3 separate regions of the Zea mays genome follow, and all the other regions are linked to region 2. The links are chromatin contacts, called in public Hi-C maps. All regions are on one chromosome and are shown on one strand. The core of a region is the stretch at or near the end of the contact, and the rest is flanking DNA. Distances in the headings are between cores, read along the strand shown. Region 1 holds the start of LOC110366358. Region 2 holds the start of LOC100192570. Region 3 holds the start of LOC100384215 (phenylalanine ammonia lyase2).

The links. Hi-C and Micro-C count contacts between places; a contact is called where the count stands out from the background.
Region 1: a contact with region 2 is called in a Hi-C map of ear, with 2.2 times the contacts expected there. The contact joins the promoter of LOC110366358 here to the promoter of LOC100192570 in region 2. A contact is called at or near these places in 2 of 25 Hi-C or Micro-C datasets (ear and tassel).
Region 3: a Hi-C map of ear shows a contact between it and region 2, with 1.8 times the contacts expected there. The contact joins the promoter of LOC100384215 here to the promoter of LOC100192570 in region 2. A contact is called at or near these places in 2 of 25 Hi-C or Micro-C datasets (ear and tassel).

What each region holds. Positions count from the first base shown.
Region 1 is chr2:29,338,112-29,342,718 of Zm-B73-REFERENCE-NAM-5.0, reverse strand. LOC110366358 reads left to right here and starts at 1,893. Exons shown (of 3, transcript NM_001351935.1): 1 at 1,893-3,788; 2 at 3,937-4,063; 3 at 4,325-4,607. The coding sequence starts at 1,912. The coding sequence ends at 4,438. It overlaps LOC100191599, which reads left to right. Exons shown (of 2, transcript NM_001137028.2): 2 at 591-898. The coding sequence ends at 628.
Region 2 is chr2:29,498,959-29,503,353 of Zm-B73-REFERENCE-NAM-5.0, reverse strand. It overlaps LOC100192570, which reads left to right and starts at 2,520. Exons shown (of 8, transcript NM_001137785.1): 1 at 2,520-2,645.
Region 3 is chr2:29,631,917-29,636,509 of Zm-B73-REFERENCE-NAM-5.0, reverse strand. It overlaps LOC100384215 (phenylalanine ammonia lyase2), which reads right to left and starts at 1,475. Exons shown (of 2, transcript NM_001176787.2): 1 at 1,021-1,475; 2 at 1-393. The coding sequence starts at 1,385.

The sequences.
Region 1 (4,607 bases), core at 644-3,143, 160 kb after region 2:
CGACGAGTGTAGGCTCCTCCTCGTCGGCGGCGCGGGACGCGCGCTCCTTGCCTTGCTCCGCCTTCTCCTTGCGCGCGGTGTCGGCTGTCACCTCCTTGGCCTTCTGCGCCACCTGCGCGCCCGTGGAGACCGTTGCGTCCTTGGCCTTCACAGCCGCCTGCTGCGTGTACCCGGCCATCGTCTTCCTCGTTGCCACCGCCGCCTCCTTCGCCTTCTCGGCCGCGGCCGTCTCACCGGTGCTCAGCCTGGCTCCTCCGCCTCCTCACCACTACGCCGTTGATCCCGGCTCCGGTACCATGTAGAGGTTTCTGGAAGAGTACAGCAGAAGTGTCCAGACTACACTGCCACACACACGAATATGTACATGTTAATGGGCCAGACACTAGTCACATGGCCCAACACTTAGATAACTACAGCTAATCAATGCTGTCACTCACCTTGCATTTTTGTTGACACAAGATTTTAGCACACCAGCATGTTGTCTCTCTCTCTATATATATAACAATATGTGTCAAATGCCTTCTATTCCCCATGCCAATGATACATGTGACTGGTTCTAACTTCGCCTTTTTTGTTGATTAATGTGTCAGCTTGTAGCGACGAAGAGGATCACCCAACTGCCCGCTAAGGAGCAACTTCAGGTGCCTGATAATTCATCAGATCACGAAAACCAGATAACTTGTGGGCATAATGAATTGCAGTCAAATAGTTCAAATAGTTTCGGTCAGCTTTGTACATATGGTTTTCTATTCATCCTTATGCCGCCCATAGATGTCATTGATAAACGGAAAAAGGATCCTTATTTTTTTTGTTGGAAACCCGTTGTGTAGGTATTTTGGGCGTGTAATCAGTTCGTATCTGTATTCAGGATAATCTGTGCGGTTGCTGTTTCTCACCGACACAAAGGCGTTTGGTCCAGGTGATGCTTGCAGCGCATGAATGCCGAGTCTCTTGCTCCCTCGGTTTACAAAAACTTGTTTTAGACAGGATTTTGAGTTAACTTTTAAAACTTCGATAACAAATAACTTTTAGGGCTTATTTGGGAGAAAGAAATTTGAGGGAATTAAGGGTTGCTTTGGGAGCAAGAAGATTTTTGCCACTTCAATCCTTTTTTAAATAGGATTTTAAATAGGATGGATATTTTAGCCCTCCAATTCCCTCTAATTCCCCTTCGACCAAACTAGCCTTGTGGGCCTAAAATCTTTTTCCTTGCTCACAAACAAGCCGTTAAGGTATCTAATTTAGTCCCCGTTTCAATCTCATGGGATAAAATTTTAGCTTCCGGCTAAACTTTAGCTATATGAATTGAATTGAAGTGCTAAAATTTAGCTTCAATTACCACAATTAGCTCTCATGTTTAGATTACAAATGACTATAAGTAGCTAAAAAAAGCTGCTAAAGTTTATCTCGCGAGATTGGAACAGAGACTTAGTACATTGAACATCATTAGCATAGAATATATATTTATGTTGAAAAGTGCTAGTACATGAGATACGACCATAAAATTTGTTGGGATGTTCTAATAGGAAATAGTGGTCAAAGTCAGAGATGTGCCGCTGTCCATAACGTCAAGCATTTGCAAACTGGAGGGGGGTAACTTGAGTGAGGACGTTTTTACGTTTGACTCGAACTTGTTCCATCTCATAGTTACCTAGTAGTAATCTGTTTAGCTGCGGGGTCTGCATTTCTGGTTTCTGGTTTGTGCCAGAACCAGGAGGCAGGACGAGCCAAGGGTCTCCGCTGTTCGCTCCGTTCCGCTCGGCGGCGCCTTCCAAACCGCACGTCCGCAGTCCGCTGTCCGCAGCGAACACCTGTCCTCCTCCGGTCCTCCCTGTGCGGAACAGTCTCGCCAATCGCCATCACTAGTGTCGATCTGCGCCGGCCTACAGCCTACGTCCGTCGTCGTGTGCGATGGACGCCTTCTTCAGCGGTCTCGACTCCCGGCTGCGGGAGGCAGTGAAGGTGGCGGACTCCATCATGGTGGGGCTGGTGAACGCCGCCATGGAGGACGCCTACAAGAAGAGCCTCTGGAAGGACGGCGACCTGGAGCGCCTCTTCCAGAAGCTCCGCTTCGCCGAGCTCGCTATCATGCAGCTCGAGTGGTGCCTCCGCTTCGTGCGGGGGGAGATGGAGGCCGACGGCGGTGCCGACGACGGCCACGAGCAGCTGCTAGACGACCTCCTCGAGACGCGGGACCGGATCCAGGCCCGCCTCGACGAGGCCGAACTCGCCGTCGCCCAGACGGACTGCGACTACATGCGCCGGAAGCGCGATGAACTCGACCCGTCGCGCCGCCGGGAGACGCCGTCCGCAGTTGATCACCGCGGCGCCGAGGTGGAGGGCGGTACGTTCGAGGAACTCAGGGGGTCCGTGGGCCGGAAGATGACGAGGATGAGGGCTAGGCTGGAGGACGCGAGCTCCGAGCTGGCGGCGCTCATGCAAAAGGTCAGCGGCGAGGCGTCGCCGATGGCGAGGCTGCAGGAGCCCGGCCACGAGGGCGACGGGGTCAAGGGCCTCTCGGGATTCTACAGCATGGCGCAGCTGCTTATGGAGTTCCAGGAGATGGTCCTGGACGCCGGCGTCCTCAGAGACAGCGTCGCATCTGCGTTCGATGCGATGGAGAGGTCGGTCTCTGCTCAGCGGGCAGCCATGGAGGAGCAGCAGTGGCTCATGGATGCAGAGAAGGAGATGTACAGTGCCGTCGTTGAAGGTTTTCTCCGGGAGATCAACGTGGAATCGACGAAACGCAATCAGTCTGAGGGAGAGGGATGCCCGACACCTACATTGCATCATAGCAGAGATGCTCCTGATAATAATAGCTCGGACGAATTCCAGTATCTGAACGATGAAACTAGCCAGCTGCACTCAGCAAGGCGTATCCCGGCAGAGAAGTCAGAGAGCAGACTGCGTTATACTAATTCAGAAGAGGATTGTTTCTGTCTCTCTCAAGAGGAAGCTGAAAGGCTAACAGAAACAACGATTGATTCAGAAATTAGATTTGAACTGCAGCGTGTTTTGTACTCAGCAGCATTCAGAGACCTATTAAGCAAACTTTCGGTTCAGGCATATCATGCACAGAGGCTTACAGAACAAAGAGATGAAACGGAAATCAGAAGTAATATACAGTATGAGATGGATAGTATCATATTCAAAGACTTGGTGAAGAACCTATGTGTTGAATCCGTTGATCATCTTATCAAGACCTGGATCCAAGATGAGGTGCATAGAGCTCTTCTTGCCAAGATTATGAATCCTTGGAAGATCACTACTGAGATGGTTCACAGCGAGAGACTTATCAAGGAAGAGATTGAATGCATTGTTTTTGGAGGTTTGATAAATGATTTGGTAAATGGTCAAAATTTAAGTGTGGTCAAATATCAACACCAAAATAGACCCAGCGATAATCTGGGAAGATTCGGTATGATTGACAGCGCCGAGCAGTTAGTGAATGGGAAGATACAAGTCAATGTAACTACTGAAGATGATGGTGTAGGCTCTGATCAACATAGAATACTTGTGAATCAAGAAGTTTTAGGTCTAATTGGTAACTGTGACAGGCAAAATTCAAAAGGAAGTGATAAGCAAGCTGAAGAATCAATAGGCAGAGATGATGTTAAGGAACGATTGGATGATTGCAGGAAGCTGCAAACAGAAGAGGTAGCTACAGGTTTGTGCATGCCTTCTGAAGGAGTGATTCAAGAAATCTGCATTCCATTGACAAACATATATGAAATATTTGGGGACTTTGAGGCTATTACCTGTGAAAAAATAGGAACATCTGTGCTGAGGTTTGTAAGTCTTCATTCTATACTTTGCTATTAACGCAATAGGAGGTTGAAACAGAAATTGATTTAGTAGTTCGGATACAGACATGCAGTTCAGTGAGCTGTGAGAGAGGTGGCACTACTTAACTATGATCAATGGACCATTGTACAGATTGAGAGACCTGGACAAACAATTGTCAAACCTGATTGAAAAAGTGAACTCTCTTAAAACAAGTGAGTTTCTGTACCGGAGCGCTTTCACTAGGAGATGTTGCGACCTTCAAACAGCAGAAGCAGAGGTTAGAAACAATGGATATATCTCTGTATCTGTATGCTGTCCATAAAGTCAGACATTGTCTTAAAAAAAGTTTTTTTTAAGCTGGTGCCCTCAGTTTTGCTGGTGTGCTCATTTTTACCCTTAGTCGTGTTTTTTTTTTTGCTCAGTTTTGCCCTTCCAGTGTTATAGAACAGAAAAGGTTTCGGTATTGCCTCACGCATGGCCAAAAGCACTGAATTAAAAACAATAGGAGGAGCTAACCTTTGATTGCCATGAACCATAGGTGGATCTTCTTGGCGATGAAGTGGAGCTGCTTCTTGGACTTCTCAGTAAGACATACGGAGCTCTGGTTCACTACTCACCAGTTCTTCAACACTATGTGGGGGTAATTATCTAATTTCACCGAGTTAAAAGGCTTCGGTAAGTTTACATGTGGTGTTATGCGATCTTGCAATAAAATTTGTTAAAAGCTAATGCAGCTACGGAATCTAACTATTTGTGTTCCCCGCGTGTCATCTTGATAACTGGGAAGCATACACTTCTACAAATTCTCTCAGCATTTTTCT
Region 2 (4,395 bases), core at 1,271-3,770:
TTAGTCGTTGCCTATATAATTCTAGTTTCTAGTAGCAAATGAGGTGTTACTGGATTGATTATTACTGTGTACGCGGAGGGGGGACAGAAGATTACCGCGTGTAGCCCTGAGAGACCGAGACATTTGAGATTAGAGAGTTTTCAGAAAGAAAATGTTCTGGCCCAGTAGGCTCAGCTTTGTGGTCGCAATTTTATCCATTTGGGCCACGAAGTAATGGCCCAGTGGCCTCAGGTAACGTAAAATGGGCCTAATTCAGACAACCTATGCGCACAGAAATCGACGCGCCTAAACAAATCCTGCTGCCTTTTTTTTTAAAAAGGAAATCCTATATTAAAACATTATCTAGCTTATAAAAGAATAAAAAATCAGAGATTTAGGATTAGTCCTCAGCGACATGAAAGCAGGCACTAAGGTGCTGGAGAGAAGACATATACGTACTCCAAGAAACAGAGGGGTGTTTGGTTTGAGGTGGTGAACTGATGATGGATTCAACTCATTTCTTTCCATAAACCAAACAAAAAAGTAAGATGTGAGAAGATGATAGACTAGCTTATTACTCAAACCAAACACCCTATAAAAATTTGAGTAAAATATCTGAATGAGTTCAGACAAGAGCATGACAGCCAATCTACACCAAAACAATACTAGTTATTATCAGCTGAAGGAAGATCCTCGTTCGCTTTAATTTTCCTAAATAAAGTAAACCGTGGTACTGCCAAAGGATGAAGTAAAAGGCAGGTGGTGTGGTGTGTGCCGAAACCTGAAAATTTTCAGTTCTGGGTGGCGGACCCATGGCGAGTGATCGCCCGGTGTCCCAGTCGCCACGCGGCGACTAGCGACACCGCTTCACTTGTACTCTAGACGTCGAGAGCAGCGGGCCCACCACGTACGTCATCGTCAGGTGCCGTCGACGGTGAACGGTGGTGGCACCCGCGTCTCGCTCGCCACCGCACCCGACGACCGGCCGGCCGGCCGGCAGCGAAAGGGAGCAAAAAGTCGTCAGGGGAACTCGTGAGGCTGCGATCACGATTGGTCATGCCGGCGGGGCGCCCAGGCGAACGCGAAGCCGTCGAGGCCACGGCGCTGGTGGGCTGCAACGGAAGGCAACCCCTGACCTACGGACGTCGGTTTCTAATCAGCCGGCGGAGCAGCTTTTGCGGGCGGGGAGAAGGGCACGGCCACACGGGGATGGCGTGATCGACCGATCGTCTACGACGGGACCTGCGAGCTGATGCGATGGTTGGTGTGTATGGAAGGGAAGTCATGTAGAGTCACCGCTCGACGGCGATCCTTGGTTCCCGTCCAGGCGGTAATGATATACTGTATTTTCTGTCGACCCGCGTACTTGCGTTGGCTTCAGCCTCGAAGTAACAGACTAACAGGCAACCAGAAATGGCATCCAGGTTGTGCCGTCAATATTCAGAATCTGAGTTTGGGCCAGCGCACGCACTCGCACGAACCACGAACATGGTTTCCAAACTGGCAGGATTTGCAAAAAAAAAAAAACCAAGTCGGGATACAAACTGGAAACTGCTAGGATTTGCAAAAAAATAAAATAAAAATCTCTTTTGAGTGAGGGCTGAGCGCGTTTGGCTGTGGGGTCGTCGGTACAGGCACAAGAAAAGAGTGAGACCGAAGGTTCACCAACGGGCTAGCTGTTGGGCCATTGCCTTTGCTTGCATCCACAGGAACACCCCCCCTCCCCCTCCCTCCATGCTTTACCTACAACCGCCAACTCAGGTCACTCAAGGGGCTTTGATGCTCTCGATCTACATGTACATTGGACGCGCCGCCGGCTGAGATGAAAGATCATTTTCGCAGCCGTCCTTGCCTCCGATCCACTGGTAAAAGTGACCGGAAAGAAAATACGCTAGCTCCGGTGGCGTGGTTTTGGTTTGCTCCAGCAGAAGCTAAGGAACCAAGACTGATGGCAATAGGTGACCAAAAAACAAGCTAATTAAGTGACCGCCATGCCAGATCAGGGCAAGATATAATAAAAAAAACCGGATTATTATTACAGTCTTGGGTCTTCTTGGCACACCATGCGAATTTCCTCCCACAAATGGTCTAATGGGGTTATCACATTCACAACTCGAAGGTTTGGTTCACGGGCTAGAACTCGGCGGTGCTGCACTGCACCACGCACCTCTGCGAATTCGTCTTTCCGGCACCAACTCCCTCACTGTTGGTGGGGACTCTTCGTCACTGTTCCCAGCATCGTTTTCTATGCTGGTGGTGGCCCAATGAATGCAAGGCCGGCCGGGTAATCTAGAACACCTTGCTGGTCGGCAGGCACTCGTGTACAATACACCAGTAGCAGCAACAACAACAACACATGCTCGCATGCTGCACGATGCCTTGTAGGCTCGCCAAGGAAGCATCCACTGACCAGCATCCAAGCGAGGCAGCCTGACCGCCCACCGTACTACACGCGAGCGCGCGCTTCTGCCCCCGCCCTGTAAAACTCTGAACATAAAAGTGCATCGCCCTGCCTCCCTCTCTTCATCTCCCTCTTCCAAGGAGAACACCCACCTCTCTCTCTCTCTCTCTCTCTCTCTCTCTCTCTCTCTTGTTGGGACCTGGAGAAGAGGAAGGAACAGGGAGCAGGGGGGAAGAAGAGGTTGCTGCGACGGCTCAAGCCTCAAGTAAGCACCAGTTCATTCATAGTGTCGTCTGACCTTCATCTATTTCTGTTGTTTGCTTCCCACTTCCCCATGTCTAATGTCGGTACTAGCTAGATCATGTCTTCGTTCTACGCCTTTTGAATCTTGACAATGTACTAATTCATAGACCTGCTGACAAGCCTGCTGCGCATTATCAAGGTACACGTATGACGTATACCCTTGTGCCCGGCTAGATTCAGAGAAGCAGTCGTTACCGTTATAGAAGTGTGTACTTGTATCGACAGTGTACTGCGTATGCTCGCTGTTTTGTACTGCTAGAATCTGAAGCCACACGAACAGCATAGCATAGTGCACTACTGCACTATGCTATGCGTGACAACTTGTTGATCTCTCTCTCTCTCTCTAAGATTTATGTCCATGGTCTTGCTTATTAATTAATTACCTGGTCCGGTAGGCTATTAGCATGTGTCTTCGTTGATCCCACGTGGACAAAAATGCGCACAAAAGCAACAAATCAAGGAATAATGTCATCAGGGTTAGCGCAGATGACATTAACGACTCTGGTCATCGTTTAGGGCTACTCTGAGAACTTCAAATCCCCTTCGGGATCGGAGGGGATTGGGGTGTAAATGAACTAATTTTTAGTTTCCAAACTATGGCTATTATTTCAGCTAGAAAAAGTTTATATAGCTTGTGATGATTTTCATGAATTAGTTGAGTAGGGCTGTCTACCCCATGCCTTTACGACAATGCTGGCTACGAGTATGTTAGATGCAACTAGCCTTTCAGCCCGTACATCTGCATCAAACATGAGCTCCCTGCTTTAGGCTTTTCTCAGTTATATATATATATATATATATATATATATATATATATATATATATATATATATATATATATATATATATATATATATATATATATATATATATATATAAAACACATATTTTTTAATGAAAAAGACAAGTCGATTCAAATTCGCGTCAATTTACAGAAGGAAATAAGAATCTAAAGAGAGCAGAGTCCTCTGCAACGGAGGTCGGTGCATTGGGATTTTCCATCCATTTCCACTACAGCAAAAAAAGGGGGGGTCACCTTCCACAAATTTCCTTCTCAACCACTTGGATCTCACCAACCATGCAAAGCTACTTCTTAAGCAACATATTAATATATTATAATAAGAGACCACCAAACACATGAAGCGTGCGGTGGGTTGGATAACCACTATAAGAACATGCATGTGTTCAGTTCCTCTTGTCTTCCTGTCATCTTATGAGCCACTTTTTTGTTTGCTTATAATCTTGTGAATCATTTGAAAGCAACTGTAACCACCTTCGGTTTGTTGTGCATCTGAGGGCCCAGTAGGTAGTAGGCTCCAGTTCTCCAAAATATAGGACAAGACTATGGCTGGCTACTGACTTTTTAAGAAGTTAGCTCGGGTACAATGTACAACCATGTGTTAGGATAAAAGCAAGCAATATGCATGTGCAATCATACCAACTTTGCAATTGATGATCTTGAGAGTTGAGAGCTGACCGATTTAATCAATATCTCTGTTACTTTAAAGCATCAGTTTCGTGTGTCGTGTATCACGTACGAAACGTATAGGTCTGTTCCTCTTCTCCACTACTTGCCTAACAATAGACCGTTATATCATGTATGGACCTTGAGAAACTACTCAAGCCCATAAACCCTAAACTCTAAGCCACACGTGGTACATCGCTCACACATAGTACCACCTCGCTAGCCGAAGGACGACGAGCGATCTATT
Region 3 (4,593 bases), core at 226-2,725, 130 kb before region 2:
GACCCCACGGACGTGCCGTTGACGATGGCCAGGCCCTCCTTGGGGTTGAGCTTGAAGAAGCCGCCCTCGATGCCGGCCGCCTTGAACGCCTCGGCGGCGTCCACCTTCCTGCCGTCAACCGTGACGGCCTGCGCGTTGGGACGCCCCGTGATGAGGCCGGCGATGTAGGACAGCGGGACGAGGTCGCCCGACGCGGTGATGGTGCCCCGCAGCGGCAGGCACGGGCTGACGCCGGTGTTGATGAGCTTGGTGATGGCCTCGAGGATCTCGAAGCGGATGCCGGAGTAGCCCTGGAGGAGGGTGTTGATGCGGACGAGCATGGCCGCACGCGAAACCTCGGACGGGAGCGTGTGGCCGTCGGAGCCGTTGCCGAAGATCCCGGCATTGAGATGCCTGGGTTGTCGCAGAGAATAGAACAGATGGAGCTAATGTCAGTTACTACTCAGTTGTAATAATGTCAGCGCGGTGTAAGATCCGCGGTTAGAATTTAGAAACGATGGACGGAATCGGATGGAGTAGCATGCGAATTCAGAACGAGCCCAGCGGCAGCAATTGCAAGTTGCAACGACCGGCCGCCGGTCGATCATTGCCAGTGGGCATGCCCAGTCCCCACTCCCCACTCCCCAGGGACAGTTAATCATATTTGTCGCTGCAACCACTCCGCTGAGAGATACTTTACTTAGGGCATGTACAATGGGTGTTTTAAGTTGTGTCTTACAGTGTGTCTAGGGGGGTGAATGTAAAAAAACTCAAGACACGTATCTTGACGAAGACACAGTGTCTTAGCTCTATGTTCGAGACAGGAGACTAGCTGATTGGTCACTTTAATTTATTGAATACTCTGATTGGTACAATGAATATCGTAAGACACATGTTTTAGATATGACCATTGTATTATGTTGTGTTTTAGTTGTATCTTATACTTGGAGTACCGTGCAACAGTATCAGGGTTGTACATGCCCTTACTGGAACAACAAGTAGACAAGGAGACACGTGGTACCGCGGCAGTACTAGTAGTACCTGAGCAGCTCGACCTGGAGCGCGGCCCCGTCCTTGGTGCGGCGGTGCGAGGTGCCGCCGAAGCCGGTGGTGACGCCGTAGATGTCGCCGCCGTGGGCGATGCAGTCGAGGATCCACTCGCTGCTGGCCTTGACGCGGGGGCGCGCCTCCTCGTCCAGCTCGACGGCCACGCCGGACGCGTCCTTGGCCGCGGCCACGGCCGCCACCTGGCCGACGCGGAGGCTGGAGCCCTCGATCTTGACGACGGGGTCGCGGAACTGCGCCACCATGCGCTTGACCTCGTCGAGGTGGCTCCCCGTCAGCTCCGCGGCCGCCTTGCCCCAGTTGAGCGGGTCGCTCTCGAGGATGGCCGTGTTGCTCGCCATTTGGGCCGGGAGGGGATGTGTGTGATGATGCTGATGCGGTGTGGCAGAAGAAGAGCTCGGGAGGCAGCTGTGGTGGTGGATGGACTTTGGAGCTCTTCTTGAAGGGAAATGGAGCGGGGGCGAGGCGGTTATATAGGGTAGCAGCACTAGCACTAGCACTAGCAATAGCAGCGGGGGCTTAGGTGAGGCACTGAGGCCGGGTGTTGGTGGGTTAGTTGGCGACCGGGTTGGTGAGTTGAGTGGTGTGGTGGATCTCATTCTCATCCCAGAGCGGGGTGACATTCTCCTTTTTATTTTTCTTCCTTTCCCTCGTTTTATTTTATCTTGGCGGGAGTAGTATGTGTGTGCAGGTGACTGTACATTGACATTGTTGAGCTGGGGTGACCTGATCCAGCGTGCGTTGGTTGGACCTGAACCTGAAGGGTAGGTTGGGATGGAGGCAGTCCAACTAAAACGTGACTCTTTACTAACTGTTGCCTCCAGGAGCCGTACTAGAACCCATGGACCAGACTGATTAATCCACGGGCGCCATCCGAACCCACGCTGTCCTATTGAAAAGAAAAAAACTAAACTTCACCAGAATTTTTAAGGCTTAATAAATGAGCTTTAATGCCATAGATTTATTAACTCAAGATCTGTGCTTTGTGATGGTGAGTACTACATATTATGGCGAGAAAAATAAATCCAGGCACTCCTATCATTATAGCCCGCTGACACATGAAATATTCGTTTATACGATAATTAGTTTTTTTTCAAAGAAAATATATCTTCGTATTACGTAGAGAAGTCATTGCATTTCGGAGCAACGCGTATATATGGTACACACACAGGCACCATAGTTAGTTACCCTTGGTTTAAATTGATACTAGTGTAGTTGATTCCAACATGTATAGTTTGTTTTCCAGTAAAGACGGTGTAAAAATTGTGGTGTCATGATCTCTCCTTATAACATTCGTTGTTTTGTCACCGCAAAGGTAGACTTAAATCGGATATGAGACAAAACAAGAAGCTTTAAAAACTGAATACCAATAAATAAATAATAGCTAAAATACTGTTGTTTATTCCACCATTATATTTACGCAAACTATTGCATGCATTATTCGATTTCATAGTGTGGGCATGCAAACGGACAGTTAGGAAGTCGAACTTGTCTTTTTAGCAACAATGCAAGTGGAAAGAGGACCACCCCACTGCTGCTACTGCTAGCGAAAATTGCTAACAAAGGTCACAATGGAAGCCCATATAGCCATCCGAAAAGCCACAACCTACGAGTACAGGGCCCAACTGTGAAATTAACGTTTCGCTGTGTTCGTCTTTTCTCTTCTAATACGCGGGGCAGACGCTTATATCTAATCTACCTGCAGCGCTGCCGGCACACACTGGATCGTCATCACTGTACCCCCCCCCCCCCCCCCCCCCCCCCCCCCCCCCCCCCCCCCCGACGGGAGCACGTTCCGGTCTGGTGCACCGTCCGCTGGCGCGGACGACGTTTGCTATCTCGCTCGCCAGTAGCCCCGAAGCCAGCTCGGGCGCAGGACCCGGGCGGGGATCCAAATCGATCGACCCACAGGCCGGTCTCACCAACCCAGAACCAGGATGAGAGCGCCGCGGGTAGGAGAAACAACGGGGGGGTTGGTGTTGATGTGGATGTTGCCGATGCCCGGATCCCTTTTCCCGCTGTCGCAAAACTGGGTTGTTGGGTTGCTCGGCCTCGTTCAACCAATCGGAGACCCTTCGCCTCCATCACGGGCCTTTTCGGCTTCGTCGTTTCACGACGTCGTACTTCCACGCAGCGTCACGGGCCGCCGCTGCCGTCGTCCTGCAACTGAACCATACTGTGCGGTATCAGTAAATGAGAGGTCTCTGTTAGGATTTATGGGCTTGGCCCAATTAAGGATTTCTAATAAATCCCAGGAAAATCTCAAAAGCCCATATAAGTGGATGGCAAAGGGATAGGTGGAACCAATAGCACTATATTGCTAGCTCTTGTGGAGTAGAGCTAACTTAAATATGGAAGCCACACTCACTCACCAAGTCATGGATGAGAGGAGAGAGAGTGTGGAGAGCCACACGCGCGCGCGCTCGCTCGCCTGGCCTGGCCACCGGGCCGGGGCGGGGCGGGGCGGGGCGAAGGGCGCGGGCGCACGACATGCGCGTGAATGGTCCGCCGAAATCCGGCCCCTCGCCTTGCGGGGGCGCGGCTACCTTTTGCCGTTTGATTTTTTGGTTTCTTGGCTGTTACGCTTATCCTAACCGATCGCTACAAAATCTCAACTGATTGCGAGATTTTCGTGGGTGGATAAGCACGGGGGTCGCGGACTCGGCCCTATAAAAATCCCCAGCTCCCAGTTCGCTTTCGCCTCTCTTCATAGCTGAGCCGCCTTTTAGTTCCCTTCGTCCCGACCGCAGAGGTGCATCTGCGATCAGGAGAGCAGGTCTTCGGAACCCTTCGTCTTCTAGATCCTGCACCGGGAGAGGGCGAATAAGGTTTTTGGGAAGCGTCTTCACGCGACTGCTCGTGATCTTCTGACATCGTCGACCCAGCTGATCCTGGCGCGCGCCAACAATCAGTAAGTCTAATCAGTACGCATCATCTGATTTGGCTTTTATTTCAGTTCTTCTGATTTGGTCATGATTTATATTCGGAATTTAATTTGGAATTTGTCTAATTATTCAACAATCCAAAAACCTTATTGTAGACAATTTCCTAGTTTTTCTATGGTTGCTTTTGCCGACGCGCTGAAGCCAGAAAAGTTTAATGGTATGCACTTTAAGAGATGGCAAGTCAAGGTCACGCTCTGGCTTACTGCTATGAATGTCTTCCATGTTAGTAAAGGCAGACCTGAGGGTCCACTGACTCCTGAACAGGAGAAAGAGTACGACCATGCCAATACTATGTTCAGGGGAGCCGTTCTTAGCGCCCTTGTTGATCGTCTGGTTGATGCGAATATGCAATACACGGACGGGAAAGAGTTGTGGGATGCACTTACTACTAAGTATGGTGCATCAGATGCTGGCAGTGACCTGTATATCATGGAGAGCTTTCATGATTATAAGATGGTTGATAATCGCTCTATTGTAGAGCAAGCTCATGAAATACAGTGTATAGCCAAGGAGCTCGACCACCTTAAGATAGTCCTTCCTGACCGATTTGTGGCTGGGTGCATTATTGCAAAGTTGCCTTCTACATGGAGGAACTTCGCCACAG